Linked DNA regions of Zea mays: region 1 is linked to region 2. A link is a contact called in public Hi-C data. All regions are on one chromosome and are shown on one strand. The core of a region is the stretch at or near the end of the contact, and the rest is flanking DNA. Distances in the headings are between cores, read along the strand shown. Region 1 holds the start of LOC100283358 (phosphosulfolactate synthase-related protein). Region 2 holds the start of LOC100284504 (dihydroflavonol-4-reductase).

The links. Hi-C and Micro-C count contacts between places; a contact is called where the count stands out from the background.
Region 1: a contact with region 2 is called in a Hi-C map of ear, with 2.4 times the contacts expected there. The contact joins the promoter of LOC100283358 here to the promoter of LOC100284504 in region 2. A contact is called at or near these places in 3 of 25 Hi-C or Micro-C datasets (ear, endosperm and leaf) and 1 of 3 datasets of contacts at active chromatin or transcription factors (leaf).

What each region holds. Positions count from the first base shown.
Region 1 is chr5:50,049,073-50,053,061 of Zm-B73-REFERENCE-NAM-5.0, reverse strand. It overlaps LOC100283358 (phosphosulfolactate synthase-related protein), which reads right to left and starts at 1,437. Exons shown (of 5, transcript NM_001156259.2): 1 at 1,097-1,437; 2 at 245-436; 3 at 1-146. The coding sequence starts at 1,252.
Region 2 is chr5:49,861,247-49,865,008 of Zm-B73-REFERENCE-NAM-5.0, reverse strand. It overlaps LOC100284504 (dihydroflavonol-4-reductase), which reads right to left and starts at 1,435. Exons shown (of 6, transcript NM_001157399.1): 1 at 1,080-1,435; 2 at 742-918. The coding sequence starts at 1,257.

The sequences.
Region 1 (3,989 bases), core at 188-2,687, 190 kb before region 2:
GAACTGTCAAACTTCACCGAAAACATTGGCTTTGCCCTTAAACCACTACTCTTGATGAGGCGGACTAGTCTCAACAGAGCCTCTTCAGGGAGGTTGAGAGACCCAGCATTCAGCTCAATTGTGTCAAACCCTAAGGCCTTGCATTCCTGAAATGGAATACACATGTTATGTGCTGCTCTGGAAGTGATTTCACACATGTTTTCAATCTGTCACAGAATTAAATAACCATAACAGAGGCGCATACCTCTACATATTGCTTGAAAGAAGAGGGTCCTTGGCGCAGCAAATGCTCTGCCCAATCACCTGTGCTCACATAAATGTCATGCCTGTGTGCTAGATCAGTGATCTCTCTAACCAACTCCTTTCCCATCAAACTATGGCATCCGCCAGAGAACTTCAAACCATCAACGAATGGACTAAGAGAATCCAATATTTCCTGAAATAATAAAAAGAAAACGTTTGGCTTGAGTGTCAGCAATGGTTAGGATGGTGAAAAAAAGACGAAAAATATATCAGCAGTCATTTAAGCATAACCACCCAGTGCCTGCAAAAACCAGTAAATGGCTATTGATAATCTTTCCTATGGTGAACTTTACTCAGTTTCATTAATGTCTAGTCCAATCCACCCGGGGAGGAGGAAGGGGTCTTAAAAAACAGTTGGGAACTAGTTATTTCTTGCTAAAATCAAAATCCAAGAGAGTAATCTACATTTTTATTGTGCCTCCACCACATACCAGAAACTTAGATGCTGGATAATGAAAATATGAAAATACCAGTACAATTAGCATGAATCGGCTAATTTGGTTCGAAAATTTGGCAACGCCCACGAAGATCACGTTCTGAAACTATCCATATGGTCTCAATCTAAACACTAGTATGAATCTATTATAGAGACTAATTAACCAAAAGACGCGGCTTTCACCGAAACAAACACGCCACATTCGCATGCCACGGAATCTTAATCGCAGTCCAATCTAGAATACGCACAATCCAGTCATCCAGCTCGGCACAACACACCACAAAACGAATTAGGGCAGAGCACACGCAGACGCAGCGCCACGAAATAGGGGGTGGCAGCTGTGAATCAGCGGTGAACCTGGAGCGCCTGGTTTGCGGGGCGGAAGGAGTAGAAGGGGCTCCGCATCTCCGTCACCCCGTACCGCCGCGGCTTCTCCGGCCGGTCGTCCTCCTCGTTGCCATAGCCGTAGCCTCGCAGGGACAGAGCCACCACCTCCTCTCCCCACCCCATCATCTCCGCCGTCGCCGTCCTCTCTCTCTCGCTCGGTTGCGCTCTGCGCCTCTGCCGCTCTCTCTCGCTGTGGTGGACGGCCCGAACGGATCGCTCCGTCGCTCGAGAAAATGCACGGGAAGAAGGCGGTGGAAGCTCGCGGCTGCTTCTGGAAACTAGCGCTGGGCCACGGCAATGACGTGTCGTGGGGACCGCCGGGACTGTTTCGACCCATTTTATCCAGTCTGAACTGGGCTTTTATTGGGCCTGGAGGGCTCTGGTTTTGGTTTCTACTACGTGCTTCCCTTCTAGAAAAGGGCAAACAATCCGGCACACTTTTGGGGTAAAATCCTAGCATTCATCATCAAAACAAAGTAATTACTGCTGTCAGATGAATTAATAACTGATAAACTATACTAGTTTAGTGTTGAATTAATGTAGTATATAAAATCATGAGTATTATTACGCTTTTCTAATGTTAAATTCGTCTAGAATTAACTAGCAATTGAATTAATGTAGTATATATATATATAGTATGTATATTACAAGCCATAGGCTCTCTGTAGTTAATAGAAGCCCTGTCCACCCAAACAAGACCACTAACCCGAACCTAATTGAACTGCTTGGTTAGGAAAGCACGGAACTATCTAGCTACAACCCGCACTTACACCGGGCCACCGGCCCATTTAATTCCAAACCTAGGTCATCGTCTCCTACACACCCCAGCTTCGCACCAGCCACCGCCCGCTACCCAGCAGGGGTCCCCACCCCACCGCTCACCCGTCCCCTTCGCTTTTATGATAGCCCTTCCAAGTTATCAGGCTCACATGCACCAATCCTTTGCCATTAACGGCCTCAGATGGCTACGCATGTGTACCAGGTGACCTAACAAGGCTATCGATTTTATCAACTCGAACTCATCATCCCAAGGATCTCCCACATTACAGGCATATTACACTAATCGCATTTTATTCACACACATTGGAGATAGAGCGGAAGACTTTTACAAAATATGCCTTATATTCCAGAACTCAAGTTTTACAACATGAAAGTGATTGAAATTATTACAAATCCTAATAATACTCGAGGGCATAACTTACTACAACAATTGGAAAAGGTGAAGCCTTTCCATAAGACATACACATAAACATTTTAAGCTTCAAGACCTCCACACGAAGCAACTATCAAAAGTTAGAGATAACAAGAATCTTTCGTGCAACAACATAGGGAATAAAACCCTGAGTAAGCAATTACTCAACAAGACTTACCCGACTAAAGAAAAGACTTTCAAGGGTATGATGAATTTGGAACTCAAGGTAAAGCTTATCAATTATCGAAGACCCTTTTTGGCAGCCAAGTTTTATTTCACAAGTTAGGTATTTACTTGAACCTAGACTAGCCTAATCTAGTTCAAGCACTTGGCCTATACTAGCTACATTTTATCCATACTCATATTTCACTTGCTAACTACGATGATGGTCTCAGGGATAAGTCTCCATAACCGAGGAGCAACGAAAATTTGAATCGATTATACCCAGTTGGGTATTTCTAACCACACGACATATGTAGCACTTAACTGTTGCATATGTCAACCATTCCCACGGAGTCCTCCACTACATGAACAGGTCTGCGCCACCAGAGAGTACATTACCCTACTAGGCGTGCTACTATGCTAGGAGGGTACATACTACTCCCGCCATCTCTCCACTCCTAGTGCGTGATTGTCTCTTCACGTATGGAATGGCCAGGTTCAAGCTTACCCTGTTCCATACCAGGGTATGTGGCTAGTTGCAAAGTATCAACTACAATAGGCCAATCAATAGTATGATCCTTAATCGACACAGACGGGCGACCTTGTCTTCTCAGCGGTTGGTCTCGATTTATTCAACCCATTTCTCCATTTTTGGCACCCGGTAGGGGTACTCTTTTCGGACGATAAATCCACCCAGGCCAAGAATGGACTCACCATCTTACGTTTGCTTTAATTTTTGAAGTAAAAAGCCCATAACCAATGTTCCACATCAGTTTTTTGAAAACAAATGATTTTTCAGTTCCTAAGCAGGGCTAAACAATATCAGTTCTTTTTTATAAAACAATGGTTAAGGAATTTCCAAGGAATAGTACTGCATTAATTGTTTATCACACAACTCCTATCACCTAATGCACTATATAAGGTGACAAAGCATTTAAAACACAAGGAAGTAGCAAGTTAGGACTGGGCGTTCGGGTTTACCCGAAATTTCGGGTCGGGTTTTTTGGGTTTTTTATATTTCGGGTTTTCAACAGTAGAACCCGTACTCGTACCCAAACTTCCGGGTACCCGCAATTTCGGGTACCCGCAATTTCAGGTTTGGGTTTGGGTAAAATTCGGGTACCCGATATTATAAATCATACACAAGACTACAAGAGTACAAGACATCTATATGACAATGGAATCACAAAAATACTAGAATTTAATAACTTGCACAAGTCCACAACGCACACAAGAAAACTGAGACAAAGTACTATTGTTACATAAATTTTAACTAAGATCCACGGAAGATCCACGGAAGGTAATCATTAAGTAAACTGCTACTATTCCAAAGCAACGCAACAGAAATTAAACTCCAGCAGCTTTGTGCTAACAGCCAACTAGGACGAAGATCCACGGACACCCAACAACTTTGTGCTAAACGCCCAACAGAAATTAAATGCCAGTCGCCAACAGCTTTGTGCTAACGCCTAGTCCTACTCCTACAGCCAACACCCAACAGTTCATATG
Region 2 (3,762 bases), core at 186-2,685:
TATACGTACTAGATTTCGTTGTAACGTACATATGTTTGCTGCTTTCTCCGTCCATGTAAGTTTGTCGTTTTAAGCAGGTCAATCACTGTCAACTTTGACGGGTTATTCCGTATGTTTTATAAAAAATATAAAATAAAAGTAAATTTACTAGATTTATTATGACTTGATCTAACATAATAGACATAATAGATAATTCCTTTAGTTTAAAATAATTCAATTTATATATATTGTTTGTCAAAATTTAAATAGTTTAACTTAGAACAAACTTAAAACCACTAGTAGAAAAGAGCTCTAAACCCACAGTGGTGTTTAATTTTTACAGACGAATTTAGTTATAAAGTGCCAGTGGTATTTTTAGTTAAAATAATCGCCTGCTACATACTGGTACTCAAGAAAACCCATACCGGTACTAAAAATCAAAGATTTTTACGTATTCTGGTTCCTATACTAATTGATTGATTTTTGTTGCAATGTATAGGCAAGTAACTTAAAAATTAGTGTGGTATGTAGTTTTGAAGATTTATTTAATAAAATTTGTTCCTAATAATATTGTAACGCATGTTTTTATATGTGCAGGGGGGGGGGGGGGGGGGGGAGTAGATAGATTTTCAGACTGTATCAGTATTTATGACTTGGAGCATGCATTTGCGCAGAACGGATGGAGTGAACTGAGCTAGCCGCGCTGCTGTCGACAACTTCACATGTGTATCTGTATTGTATCACAAGTTCACAACGACTCACCGAGGTTGTCCTGATGGGCGGGTGATACGTGGAGGTCCATGGAGGCCGCGACGTGGAAGAGCGCCACGCATCCCGTGACGGCGGCGTCGAAGCTCCCTTCCTCGCCCATGTCGGCCCTGAACACCCTGAGCCGGTCCCTCCCTTCTTCCACGACGGCGAGCACCTGCAAGGCCTTGCCTGCGTGCGTGCAACACCACCGGCACCGGTGCACCGCGCGCGCAACGCCGCCGGCATCAGAGCTCGGCCATATGGTCAGCGCCAACATCAGAGTTATTCGGCCATGTGCAGCGCCGACGCACGCACGCGCGCGCGCCGTGTGTACATACATACATACATACCTGTGTCCCTGGCGGTGGCGTGGACGCGGTAGCCTCGCCGCAGCAGCGTGCGGACGAGCCAGGAGCCGACGTAGCCGGTGGACCCCGTGACGCAGACAGCCGGCGGCGGCAGAGGGCCACTGCCCTCGGTCTGCTGCTCCTCGTCCGGCGAGCCGCAACCGACGCCGACGCTGCCCATCTCGGCCCCGGCCGGCCTCGATCGATCTCTCGGCTGCGAGTTCGCTGCGCTGATCTCTTCGAACAGTGACGGCGCTGCTAGTGCTAGCTGATAGCCTAGCGCTGGAGATAGCAAGTAGGAAAAGTACGAAGGCGATCCGATCCGTTATTGGCTATGTGGCAAAGTTTAGGTGTCTACTGGGGGAACAGAGCTGATAGGCTCTGTTACCATTCTAAAATTGATGAAGCGAGCCGGCAGCACTGCCACTGGATGTGGTGGGTTACAGGGATCATGTACGTACGTACGTACGTGTCCCGGGATATGGACTGTCTCGGATCCATTTTTATACAGTACATAGTATATAGTAAGTATACTTGCAACAAGCTAGCAGACAAGTCATGCGACATTCATCGCGTCCGCATCGCAGATCACCAAAACTGAGGCCACGCACACCAGATCTCGAGAGTGCCAGCGCTAATAGGTCCATCATCGCTGAACCATTTACAGTCGTGCAGAGTTTATCTTGGCACACATCGAAGACGACGTGCCCATATCTCCACATCCCCTCTTTCTCTCTTCCTATCGTGAGCTCACCTGGGTATGGGTGCCGTCCACGTTCAGGCGGCCTGACCCGGCTCTTACGATATTGCCTGTCCCACTCACGAGCAATAGCCGCTGCACCAGCCTCGCCGGCAGCGGCAGGCAATGACGACCGGGCGGACAGGCGCCGAGCAAAAGCCCGACCGCCGCGAAGCCTCTCGATCGGCATGGTGCCTACGCCACGGCACAGTGCAGCGAAAACTCCTCAGCACGCTTCCACATGGACACGTATGCATCGTACTCGTACTCGTCCAGTTTTTTCTCTCTCGGCTCAGGATGCGGAGTACGTGTGCTAGCTTGGATTCCACGTACGGTCGTCGCCGTCGTGTCACCTGGAGAAACTTTGTTGTTTCTCGGCACGTGCACGAAGTTGTCTATGGCCGGACAGCTGTCTGACTGTCTGAGTCTGTTGTTTGGGCACCCATGCCAGCACGGTCAGCCCGGTTGGCCTGTAGTGCAAAGGCCGAGCTGAGGCGAGCTTGGTTCATTTCCAGCCCGTGTTTTCCTATACATATACATCACAGTTCATAGTTCTTATACAATCATATAGGCACACATGTCTATATAGATATATAGCTATTACAAATTTACACTAGCTAATTGAGATTAAGCATCTACATGTGGATCCATTTGTGCCTGAGACTGAGACTGAGATGCATGAGAGGACTCAGGAGTGTCAACTGGTTCATCATCAATATAAAGCTTAAAGAACGATCCTTTAAGCTCTTTGTTCTCTACAGTGTGTTGGGTCCTTGCGTTCCCCTCCTCCTAGTCCTTGATACAGGTCAGCATCTCTGCCGTGTGTCCGATGTCAGACGACGATGACGCTCCTTGATGATCCTGCCAGTAAGACTAAATGGACCTTCTAATGAAATTGTAGAGACGGATAAAGTTAGTATATCCTTAGCCAACATAGAAAGAGCAGGGTATGTCAGTTTGTGATCTTGCCACCAAGTCAAAAGATTAAAATCGTCATCAAACATCTCGATAATATCACTATCCAAGTATGCTAACAATTCAGAACCAATCCTAAGAGATGCACGACACTAGCATAAGTATATCTAGATAGAGAAGCTTGAGGACTCGAGTTGCAAGAAGAACATACCACCAATTAGGGTTGAAAACAAATCATCGTCATCATCACCATATATCATACCCCAATTAGTCCTCTTCTTATCAATTCTTGTTGATTGTGAGGATCTATTTGATGTCACTGCACCAAATATAGCTTCATACTTGTTAAAGACCTCAGATATTTGGCTCTTACACAAGTCAAGTAAGCAAAATAATCATAGTGTGTCATGCTAGCTAAAATAGATATAACTCTATTGAAGCCCCTTAATTTAGCTCTAGGATCAAGGATGAATGCAAATGAATAAAGAAGTGGAATGTCCCTCCAATACTTAAGGAACTTATTTTTCATAGGGAGAACAACTTTTTTAAGCAATGGATCGTTCTCATAGGAACTAAGGTGCCGTTTGGTTCACGAAATGTAACGTAAATGGTAATGGTAACGAATCACACTCGAATACCGATGATAACAAATTTAAATAAGGAGGTATCCATTTATAGTGTGGTATCGATTACGGTTGGACTTAAACAAACATGATTTAACGTTATCCGCTACCCATTACGTTACCAATATGTGAACCAAATAGCACCTAAGATGTTTGGCAATCTAAATAATATGATGCATCATCAACGAAGATATGTTGGATAGTATACACCAGATAGGACACAGGTTAAATCATAAAATAGTTCAAGAAAGACCAAAATTTTTTCAGCAACATAACAGTGATCCTCAGACATAAGCAAAGGTTCACCTCCAGCTCTAGGGTACTGAATTTGAATGAACACATCAAATGTGTTCTTGTAAGGCACCAGATGCTTGAGCATAAGGTATGTGGAGTTCCACCTAACATCCAT